2 separate regions of the Sus scrofa genome follow, and region 1 is linked to region 2. A link is a contact called in public HiChIP or PLAC-seq data. All regions are on one chromosome and are shown on one strand. Each heading gives the region's core, a stretch centred on a gene start, on an enhancer-like site or on the middle of the called end of the contact. The rest is flanking DNA. Distances are from core to core; before and after follow the strand shown. Region 1 holds the start of LOC100512926 (cytochrome c oxidase assembly factor 6 homolog). Region 2 holds the start of B3GALNT2 (UDP-GalNAc:beta-1,3-N-acetylgalactosaminyltransferase 2).

What was found. HiChIP or PLAC-seq counts read pairs in DNA pulled down with a chosen protein or histone mark.
Region 1: a contact with region 2 is called in an H3K27ac HiChIP or PLAC-seq map of skeletal muscle, with 5 times the contacts expected there. The contact joins the promoter of LOC100512926 here to the promoter of B3GALNT2 in region 2. A contact is called at or near these places in 1 of 47 Hi-C or Micro-C datasets (heart right ventricle) and 1 of 2 datasets of contacts at active chromatin or transcription factors (skeletal muscle).

The regions. Positions count from the first base shown.
Region 1 is chr14:56,757,544-56,760,243 of Sscrofa11.1, reverse strand. LOC100512926 (cytochrome c oxidase assembly factor 6 homolog) reads left to right here and starts at 1,288. Exons shown (of 3, transcript XM_003133017.4): 1 at 1,288-1,506; 2 at 2,049-2,208. The coding sequence starts at 1,367.
Region 2 is chr14:55,748,036-55,750,758 of Sscrofa11.1, reverse strand. It overlaps B3GALNT2 (UDP-GalNAc:beta-1,3-N-acetylgalactosaminyltransferase 2), which reads right to left and starts at 1,350. Exons shown (of 12, transcript XM_021074398.1): 1 at 1,009-1,350. The coding sequence starts at 1,120.

The DNA of each region.
Region 1 (2,700 bases), core at 39-2,538, 1.0 Mb before region 2:
TTCACGGATGCTAGTCAGATTCATTCCTGGAGCCACTATGGGAACTCCAAGATACTATTTTTATATAAACCGCCCTTCATAGTGGAAAAGAAATGGTGGCTCTGGGAAAACTAAAGCAACCCACTTAATAAAGTCCATTAACTATTACAGAAATACTTCCCATGTTGTAGAACATTATGTTTGGTGGTACTTAGCTTCACATAGCCAACCTGAAAATCTGCATATGTTGAATTTGGAAAAGATCGAACAGCTGCAAAGTGCAGAGCTGTAAACTGCTTATGAGTTTTTTAAGCACTTAGAACTTAAGCAAGACTAGGTAATGGAGCAGATGGAATCAGTAAGTGAACTAAAGACTAACCTTTATCCATAAGCGTGCTTTCAAATAAAGATTCTGCTGCACGGAATATATTAACTCATATACTGAAATAACATCCTTTCAAAATATCTAAAGGCGCATTTTTTCATTCCTTAAAAAAAAATGTCAGCGTTTAGAGTAAAAAGAGCTACAAATAATTAAAACAATAATGCAAGTATTAATTTTACCCACTCTCCTGATCAAATTGTAGCACCTTCGCAAATTTCAGATCCAAGTCCAAGGATTTTTAGCTGTAAACTCTAATCATGCTCACTTTTTAATTCCACGAACTACCAGAACTTGCGGACTCGACCTTTGCTTTCATATTCTTTCACTAGATGTCTCCAAATACCAACTAAAAGAATCTTTTCCATCTACAAAAAAAAAGTCGCAAGGGTTCAAAGCAAGAACAAGGTGATGCCGGGAAATGTAACAGGATGAAATCTCAATGGGGAAACTGGGAGATTGGTGCCCTGAGTTCTCAGTTTAGTCACTTTTTTGCCATGTAACCTGGGGTGTCATCCGCCTCTTTCTGGAGCCGTTTCTTTCTCTCTCTCTCTTTTTTAACCTCAGAAGCGTAGAGTTAAGCCTTCAGGGCTCTTTAACGTTCCGTCCAGCTCTCACCTCCCAGGTGCAAACTTCCACACAAAGCCGCCTTTTCCAGTAGGGCTCGCTCCTGAATTAACCCTTCCGAGCGGCGCTTGGCGAAACAGATATAGAAACTGAGACACGAAAGGAGCATAGTTCGTTAAAGTTACGAAAAGCTGCAAGGAGAGACACTGAAACGTAGTAAGTACAAGGCTGCTCTGAAGAGTGACCGGACGCTAACCACGCAGTACTTCTACTTCTCCAGGAACTTCCTCCCTTGACTGAGCAGGCCCGGAAGTCACTCTAGCAGGTAGGAGTGTGGGACCGGAAGTCCCGCCGTTTTTGACCGGCAAACGGTAGCCCGTAAGGGTCACAAGGCCAGCGAATCCGCCGCGCGAATTGTTTTCCTCAGGTGGTGGGTTTATGCCGCAGGAGCCCAAGTCGGCGAGACGACTGTGCGGCACTGGGACTCGGCCCCGCACCCTTCTTCCCCTGTTGTTGGGCTGTGTGACTTTTTCCTTCCGTTGGCGCCGAAGGGAACTTGCTGCTGGGCGGGCGGAGAGGTCAGCCTGCTGGCGGGGCCGGGGAGTGCGAGGCGCTCCCGAGAGGGTAGGAACCCAGGAGGTCGCCGACTCTCCTCGAGCGCCGGGTTTCTCCTCTGCCAACAGAGGAGTACTCCTCGTTTTGCCTAGTTGTTGTGCTCTCGTGCAGTTAATTGTACAGTACTTCGGTTCGAACAGCAGCTTTGTTAAATGGGCAATGCTCCTACCCTGAGCGTCACCTGCCGATGGGGAAACAGGCTCGGGAGAATAAATGAACCGTCTTAAATGACAAACTGTGTGAAAGTCAGAATTCTAACTCCGGCTTTCTGAGATCACGCTGCCACCCCAGCAGAGGAGCAAATTACAGTGTAAAGGATAAGTTTCAAAAGCGAATGCTCTTACAATACCATTCCTGTGGGACTGATTAGTTTCAGTCGCGCCATTAAAATCCAGAGGCATAACTTTAAAAAGAGGGGATTGGAGGGAAAGACGGTATTTTTCCTTTGGTTTGCCTCCTCTCGAATTACAAGTTCTTTGTTAATATCACGTGTTTTGGTTGACAGCTCGAGCCCACCAGGAATGGCAGCCCCATCTATGAAAGAAAGGCAGGCTTGCTGGGGAGCCCGGGATGCATACTGGAAGTGCTTAGATGAGAACACAGAGGACGCTTCTCAGTGCAAGAAGTTGAGAAGCTCATTTGAATCAAGTTGTCCCCAGCAGTGGGTAAGTCACACTTGGACATGTTTCTGTTCGCTGTTAAAATACATAGCACTTACAGTGAGTGGTGGACTATGAAATGAAGCACAGTTTGAGGCTTCTCAAGTCAGCAGTTTCTGTTAGCAGCAAAGAAAACCTTGTCTGGTAATCCAGGCTTGTTTTTGTTACAAATAGGGCAAACGTTTGGAAAAGGTCATCTGACTCTTTAAAGATCATTGAAAAACAAAATAAACATAAGAACAATAACTAAAAAATTCCAACCCCCTAAACTGATAAGACTTCTCTAGGTTCTTCTGAAGAGATATTTAATCTTGAGAAAGAGTTAGCAAATTCACTGTCCTAGAGCTACTATCAGAAATAAAAGCATTCCCATTTGTCACCCAAAGCCATATAATTAAAATACAGAGAAAGGAGTTTAGAAAGTAGAAGAAATAAAATATCCAATGGGAGTTCCTTTGGTGGCTCAGCAGGTTAAGAACCCAACCTAGTGGGCTGTAA
Region 2 (2,723 bases), core at 101-2,600:
CCGAATTAGTTTCCATACTTCCTAGGCACAGAGCCATCTCAGAATTCAGATATTCAATTCTAATCCTTGAAAATATTGGATAAGAAAACTTTCTAGGGGAGAAGTGGTAAGAACAAATTCCCAAGGTAGTTAAAAAACAAAACGACTATTTCCCCATCTTTAAAACAGCCGTCTAGGCTTTATTATACCTCCTAGGGCAAGCCCTTAAAAAGACAGAAAAGGGCAACCTTCAATGTTCAGAGCGGTGGAATTAGTTAAAAGAAAATCCACTGGGCTGTGGGGCAGAGCATTCTATTTATCAGGCTGGGAAGTGAATATGAACAAAGAGTTCTTTCCCATGAGAAACTAACTTTTGGAGCAAATGGATACAATCGTAGAGGAACTTGCTATTTTCGTGTATAATTCATTAGAAGGCTTTGCAAACCAAACTCTCAGGAATAACTCCATCCGCAGCCATGCCCTATTTCATGGCTAGATTTGTTTAACCGACTTACAACCACAGTTTTCAAAGAATACAAAGCAGAGTACGTTCTTAAAGCAAAGTTGTTCCTTAAAAGCAAACCCCAGCCACCTCTTTAAAAAGGCACAAAAACGTGATCCACGGACCCTAAGACCTCAAAGTCCTGATCCAATAAGACCAACAGCTGCGGGAGGAGCAGAGCCACCTGGGAGCCCGGCCCCGGGCGTTAACAGCTGCCCCTCGGGTTGAAGGACACATGGGGCTCAGCTCCCCGGGCAGGCGGGAAAGGCCTGGGGACAGCCGAAGGACTTGCAGTCGTCCGCACCGGTTTTGTGGTCATCAAGAAAAGCCGGGAGGTGAGAAACGGCGGAGACACGAAGAGAGAAAAGCGCCCTCCAGTTTGCCCGATGTTAACGCCGGGGAGATGAAAAGGGCCATTTGTTTCATCTGGGGACCGCCGGGTCGGCCCGTCCCCCAACCCAGACTCTCGGCCAGGCTCCGTGGAAGAAGCCGGCCGCTCGCCCGCCCGCCCGGCCCCAGGACCTCACCTGCGGGGCCGGCCCCCGAGGCGCGGGCGGGCGGCGGGGAGCGCAGCCGCAGCCAGAGGTGCAGCGCGGCCCCGAGCACACACGGGCACAGCAGCACCAGCCAGTTTCGCATTGGCCGCCCCCGCCGGCTCCACCTCGCGCCCCCACCGCGCGCCGGGCTCTCCCGCGTCCCGGCGGACAGGGAGGGGCCCTGAAAGTAAGGAGGCCGGGGGCAGTGGCCGACTCCCGCGCGACTACTCCGGGAACGCCCGCCCTCGTGCCCGCCGCCGTCTAGGTCTCTCTCGGCTTAGGCTCCTCCGACCGCTGGCGGCTGCGCCTCCGCCGGCCAGAGCCCCGCCCCCTTTCCTGGGCCTTCCCCGGCCCCGCCCACCTTTTCTCTCACTCGCCCCGCCCTCTTCTAGCTTGTCCCCTCCCACTTCCCCTAGCCGGCCGGGAGCTGAAGTCCCGCTCTGAGCTTAAGGAGGAAGTGCCCCCGTGATCCGATGGCTGGGAAACCACATTTCCCACAACCCCACGCACTCGCTTCCGTCACTCGGCGATCGCGTAAGCAAAGCGCGAGGCCTCACACAGAGCATGCGCAGCCCTGCTCCATGTTTACTGCCCCCCGGTGGCGGAGGAGAGGTAGTGCCGGACAACCCAGCGCTCAGGGGCCGCCCCAACCCCGGGAGAGAAATAATAGCTGGGGTGAAGGGCGCCGGTTGCCTAAGATTTAAAGGAGATCTTGAGACAAGACAGTTTTAAATCACGCAGAGCTTCCTTAGGCCGAATGCTAGCCTCGTGTAAGAGATGGGATCTTGCTGGCATCTACTGGGCGCGGAGATCGGGGCGGGGCAGCCCAAATGCCCGTGTCTTCAGCGGTGAATCATCAAGTATTAGTTCTGGTGCTTCGGTACCCGGCTCTAAGAACTCAGGATGAGTAAGACCAAGCCCAAGGGATCAAGCTGTGCAGTACGACAGCGATGGCCGAATGGAAGGTACATTACACGTGCTCAGATTTCAAACTGGCGCTGGAAAGTTGCGAGAAGAACCGGGTGCACTCACACCTGCTATTGGACGTGAGCCGCTAGAAAATGCGGGCTCCGAGGCACCTGTGGGAAGGACCTGCTGCGACCCTCCGGGATACAGTCCTGCCCTGGGCCCCGAGGGCGTCACCCGTTCCGGCCTGCCTGCGGCCAAACGCAAAAGTGTCCTAGTTGAGGAGCCTGAAGATCAGGGTACCGATGTTCAGAAGATGGTGCAGAGGATGAACATGAGGATGAACTATATTGTTGGAAAAACCCTTGGTTGAAAGCCCCAGGAAATCCACTTCAAACAGGCTTAAGGAAAAAAGGGTAATTTATTCAAGTCACTGAACAGTCCAGGAGATGTCTTAGGCACTGTCAGTACCATAGTCTCACTGAGGGGCAATTTAATTTCCTCTATTAAAATTATTTTTGGAGTTCCCTTCAGTGCCTCAGGGAAAGGAATCTGACTAGTATCCATGAGGACGCAGGTTGGATCCTTAGCCTTACTCAGTGGGTTAAGGATCCTGCCTTGCCATGAGCTATGCTGTAGGTGCCAGACTCGGCTTGGAGCTGACGTTGCTGTGGCTATGGCCTAGGCTGGCAGCTACAGCTCCAATTCACCCCTAGGTGGGGAACCTCCATATGCTGCTGCTGCGGCCCTAATAAATAAATAAATAAAATTATTTTTTATTGTTTTGTAATATGGTCTGC